Regions from separate parts of the Bos taurus genome. Here region 1 is linked to region 2. A link is a contact called in public Hi-C data. All regions are on one chromosome and are shown on one strand. Each heading gives the region's core, a stretch centred on a gene start, on an enhancer-like site or on the middle of the called end of the contact. The rest is flanking DNA. Distances are from core to core; before and after follow the strand shown. Region 1 holds the start of ITGB5 (integrin subunit beta 5). Region 2 overlaps ITGB5 (integrin subunit beta 5).

What was found. A called contact is a pair of places that touch in the nucleus more often than the background predicts.
Region 1: a Hi-C map of liver shows a contact between it and region 2, with 2.7 times the contacts expected there. The contact joins the promoter of ITGB5 here to the enhancer-like site in region 2. A contact is called at or near these places in 4 of 11 Hi-C or Micro-C datasets (blastocyst, liver, skeletal muscle and 1 more).

What each region holds. Positions count from the first base shown.
Region 1 is chr1:69,310,747-69,313,446 of ARS-UCD2.0, forward strand. ITGB5 (integrin subunit beta 5) reads right to left here and starts at 1,371. Exons shown (of 15, transcript NM_174679.2): 1 at 1,267-1,371. The coding sequence starts at 1,336.
Region 2 is chr1:69,194,202-69,196,901 of ARS-UCD2.0, forward strand. ITGB5 (integrin subunit beta 5) reads right to left here. Exons shown (of 15, transcript NM_174679.2): 15 at 2,689-2,700. Among named protein-coding and RNA genes, the nearest start is that of UMPS, 68 kb to the left of the region's middle. Within about 2 kb of position 1,405, at least 5 of the 102 cell types and tissues checked have an H3K27ac peak or open chromatin away from gene starts, as enhancers often do. A contact at or near this core is called in liver, where this site is marked.

The sequences.
Region 1 (2,700 bases), core at 121-2,620, 120 kb after region 2:
GATGGGTGTCTGGAAACCAGTGATCCACTCCAAGCTCTGGACTGATGAAAGAAACCTGTTACACTAATAAGTCTGAAATATCGCCTAAAAAAGTTTTTGTCTGTCTAGACCTCTCCTCTCTCTCAGACAGCAACCTTCACTGCCTTCATGTATATGAAACTCTGCAGGGGACCGTCCTCCCCTCCCTCTTGGCCAGACACAAGGTTCGGAACAGCAATCAAGAATTTTAGGCTTGAAAGTGAGCGGAGAACCTCAACACAATTATCTCCTACCGGAAAAGAGAAAGTCTGGAGCTTCCTGCTTTTAGAGGGGACGGGGTGGGGGTAGCTCCTTCTGCCTGGCAACCCCAGCGGCAACACAGCATCCTTCCTCAGCAGTCTCCCAACTCTGAAAACTTAAAGCAGGTAACTGAGGGTCCTCACACAGACGCCAGCCCAGAGCAGGATCGCGCGAGTGCAACTGCACATCCCCTGCTCCAGAATCCTTCAGAATCAGGGGGAGTACGCTGCACGGGGTGTTTGTAAACTCCGACATAAAGCCAGGCAGAAGGAAGTAGATCGCGAGATCCTAGGTGGGGTTTGGTCCCCAGGTGGGGCTGTGGTTTCGGACGCGGGTCTCCCCTCGGGTATGCGGGAGCTTGGGGGAGGAAGGGGTGTTTACATCTTTAAAGAAAGGCGGCTGGCCTAGGTGGGGTGAAACTATAGGATTCGCCAGGAGACCCTGGGCATCCACGCTTGCAAGAGTCTAGCCCTCGAAAGTAGCCGTGAACCCCACGCTTTGGCTCCGGGTCACGCGCCTCCAGTTACCCCGCGCTCCCCGCGATCGGGGCACCGGCTGCATCACCCGGCGCCTCCCAGCAGCCCGGCCGCCCCGGGCCGGCCACAAGGGCCGCTTTGTGCCGGGAGTTGCAGAGCCCGGATCCCGACGCGGGGCTGGCGGCGGCCCTCCCCGCGCACTGGGAGCGGGCGCTCGCGGGCTAGGTCAGCAGACGGGCAGGGCTGTTTACACAGGAAGGCTCCTCCTCGCCCGGGAGGGGACCAGGGGCCGACGACAGCCCAGCGGGGCTGCGGCGGGCCGCGCACGGGGTGGCGCACGCAGTCTGAAAGCCCCCTACCCGGTCGTTCCGGGCGGCTCGCCACCTGGGGGTGTCCCCGAGGACGCCTCCCACCTTCAAACAACTGCCCTGGCCCCTGCCCCTCCAAGACGCCGGCGGGCGGCTCGGGGGGCCACGAAGTTTCTTTCTGCACAGCGGACGGCGTAGCTTACCTGGGAGCCGGGGCACGAGCGCGCAAAGCCCGAGGAGGCAGGAGAACAGGAGCGCGGGGGCCCGCGGCATGGTGGGGCGCCCGGCTCAGCGGCTGCGCGGGCGGCGGACTCCGCGGGGGCGTGCGGCCGGGGAGCGGGGGCGGAGGGCCGGGGGCCTCGGCCGGACGGGAGGCGGGGGCGGCTGCTCTGGCCCGCGCCCCGCCGCCACCATCCCTCCCGCAGCGCTCGCCGCCGAGTCCCGGGGCCGCCGCTGCGCCGGCTCGCCGGCCGGGACGCCCGGGGTGTCGCCGCTCGGGACGGCCCCGGCGGGCGGTCTGGTCAGAGGCGGGACAGCAGGCTCCGCGCTGCGGCCGCGACTCTGGCTCCGGGACGCGTCCCGGGCGGAGGCTCCCCCGCGCGCCGGCAAACTCTTGCCAGTCGCCTCCACCCCTTCCCTTCCTTTCCTCGCTCCGGCCCGCCGGGCTCCACTTTCCTCCTCTCCTCACTCCTCCCCTTCTCTCCCCTTCCCGGCCCCCGCCCGGCTGCCACACGGTCCGCTGACGGCAAGGCGGGGCGGGCCGAGCTCCGCCCCTCGCGGGGACCGGCCCGAAACGGGAGGCCGGGGGCATCCAGGTGGAAGTCGCTTCCGGCGCACCTGGAGGCCGGAATGGGGGTCTAAATCCCGGGGTGGGGTCTGCCGGGCTTTCCTAGCAGCGTGGACCTGCGGGAAGGCGGCAGGGCACGCTCCATCCGAGAGCAGAGATTACTTGGGATTGCTGAATTTAAGGGGGCGGGGGGAATCGTGCAGCGGCAGTCTGGTCTACCTTCCCAAAGCAGCGCTCGCCCGAGAGACGAAGGCACCGTGCGTGTTAACGCGAGGAGAGTCGCTCCATGGGGAACGTGGGGCGTGGAAGCACACCTGAAACACACTGTCCTCTCTTTAAAGTTTTGCCCCTTACGCGGATTTGAGATTGGTCGATATGTCGCTATTATGCGTTTTTCTTATCTCGATACGCTGGCGGTTTCCATAAAGCGAAACAAATTAAAAACAGATGCTCAACCTTTCACCTTATTCTTTATATCTGAGAGCTGGTTCTAAAATTGACTGTAAGGGATGGGGTGGGGAGCTTCTAACAGCATGTGTAAAGGACCAGGTGGGCTTGGGCTGCGCCACGTTGAGGGGGTTAAGACCGGAATGGTTTGTAGGCCAGAGAAGAAGAGGTGGTCTTCACGTAGAAGGAGATAACAGTAGAGCAGCCTAACACGTAGAGCAGAAAGAGCCCATGGCTAGCCAGACACTGAAATGTAAATACCCTGTTAACTCTTGAAATCCTCTCCCACAACCCTACTGTTAACCAGGTGAGAAAACTGAGGCAAAGGGATTAACGTGCCAAAAGCGACAGAGCTGGATGCCTTGTCCAAAAGTTCAGAGTGCCTTTGACTAGAAGCAGAAGC
Region 2 (2,700 bases), core at 155-2,654:
TTCCAGACACCGAAGCTAGATTATACATTCCCATGGTATGACAAAAGGAGGCTCCGAATGTCCCGGCACTGAACTCCAGAGACACAAACTGGATGCGAAGACCATCTGTCTCACTGTGACACATCACCAGCCTGTCCTGGAGGCGGCGCTGTCAGCTGGGGCCGGCTGGGCAGTGACCATCCCTAAAGCCACAAGCTCAGTGGGAGCTCAACTGAGCTCAACTGTCTCCCTCATTGTCCTGCCTTCACTTACATCCTTCTCTGAGGATCAGAATGGAACCACGTCCTTCCTGGGAAGCCTGGAGCCCCTGAGCTGGGTGCAAACAGAAGTCAGCTCAGGAGAGACCTCACCAAGCCTCACACAGGCCCCACACGTCCACAAGGATGCTGCAGAGGCTCTTACCTCCTCCTGAGTGTCCTCCACTCCACTGCCCCATCCCAGCCAGTCACAAAGGCCCGTGCAAGCTGAGTTCGCCAGGCTGCCCTTCTCAGAAGCAACAGGAGCCCCACACAACGAGAGCCCTCCAGAGAGGGAGAAGCTATTCAATTAAGATGTCACATGAACAGAAAAAAGGGCCGTCTCTCCGCCCCTCTGATCTCCCCATCTGTTTGCTGTTACCTGAAATTCATCCCACGAGTTTCACAATAATCACCGCCAGCTTTGAACCTGATTAAGCAAGTTTAAAAAAATACCACCTCAGAAGAGGCAGCTGTTAGTTACTTTAATTTGATTAAGTACTAGTCAACCAAGTGGAATGAGAATCCCCAGTCCTCTTGAAAAGTGACAGTGTAATTCAGATTTGGTTAAAATCACACATACACGCACGGGAGAAAAGACTGAGATGTCGTCCACAAAAAGGATAAGAGTTGTTGCCTCTGTGTGCTGTGATTGTAAAAGATTTTTACTTTCCTTCTGATCTCTTTTTCATTTTTCCCATGTGCTACTTTTGCAATTAGAAAACTTGTTAAAAATGAATAAAGTACCATTTGGAAATCTCTATTAAGTCAACAAAGATTGATTACAAAGGTAAATAGCACCTCCACTCTTCCTTTCCAACAAACACGTTACTAATTACCTGTCCAAACAGATAACAGTAAAGTTTTCCAGAGGCCACCAGGCATGTGCTCCTTGCAGGTGCTCCAGTGGCCACACAGCAGCAGGTCCTTTTGCAGCTCACTCTCACCTGAGTGCTTCCACAGCCCAGCAACAATGGGCCCTCGGTTTGAGAGAGCTTGGCAGAGCAAAGGTCCAGAGCACCCTCAGCTCCTGCTCCATTATCTGTGTTAACAGGAGGCAGTGAGGACCTGGCCAAATCACCAAAAGAAAGGAAGGGGATCACACACTGGGTCAGAATCTCGTCAGGTCTCTGAACAGCTGTCCCCAGAGCCTCCAGCAGGGGGCAGCAGGGCACTGTGAGCAACAGCCATCAGCGTCACCGAGGAAATAGCCCGAACTTCCACATCAGGTGGAAGCCTGGAGCAATTCATTCTTTCTGTCCCTGGCTCAAGAATGCTGTGCCCTTACAGAGCCACCTGGTAGAAAATTAGACTTTGAACAAGTTAACCATGTCATCAGGAAACCCACAATCAAAAGAGAAATCCAACGTTTCTTCTGAAATCATATTTTTCTCAGTTTGGAAAAGTCACAAGACCATCCTGTGTCTATTTTGTATATTTACCTACATTTGGCTTTATTCCAAAAAGGATTGAAGGCAGTTTCACCAAGCCGCAAGGTCTCTGTTTCATCCTAATTACACAGGACAAAGGAAACACGAATCTGTTCATATTTTCCCCAGGTCATAAATACGGCTGTTTATTAATAGACATTTGTCTTAGCATTTGCTGAAATGAAGTAAAGGGAATTTGGTCCAAGGCTGAGAACAGATGAATCTGGAATGAAAGCCCAATAGCCTTGAAGTGATGCCAGCAGCAGCTAAGTGATTAGTGAAAGAGATGTTACAAAAAGGAGCAGGTACCTTGCTTGTGAGGCCTGCTCTTTGTACCAGCTTGTCATTAGTTACACTTAATGACACCTAGGAAAGCCCCATCCCTTCTCCAGCGATCAGTTTCCTTGTCTATAAACAGGGGATAGGATCAGATAATTTGACTCAGATATGGAAAGAGAGAGGCCTTAAAGGGCCCTGCAGGAAGGACAGCCGACAGGAAACTTGTTATAATGTGTAAGAAGTCACTTTATGTGGAAGCCACATCTTGACCCTTCTTCATCTGCACAATTCGCAGCCTAACACCTGGGACACGGGAAAGAAGCCAAAGAGGTGATCATCACAGTTTAGAACCTAAGGAAAAGCTGGGAGTGTCCAAAGACATCTGCTCAGCCCTCCCTGGAGTGCCTCCCTGCCCCCGCCAAATGCCCGGAGTACTGCATGGAGCTCTGTGTGATGAGCCCTGGTCTGGAGTATTGGACTGGCTTGTGTGGTGTCCCTGCTGGGGACTTCAGAAAGGTAAGTGCATGTCATGAAGAGTGTCAGACACAAAATCTTTTGGTTTTAATCTTTACTTTCAATCCCAAACAATCTCTTTCCTTTTCATTACAAAAGTACTAGATGAACGTGGACAGAAAAAAGCTGACCTCTGCAAACTACATGCCTCCAACAGGAATCTCGATCCCGTCACCAACACCCACGTGCGAGGCAGAGACAACAGGCAGGTAATTCTCGGGAATCAGAACTATACATAAATG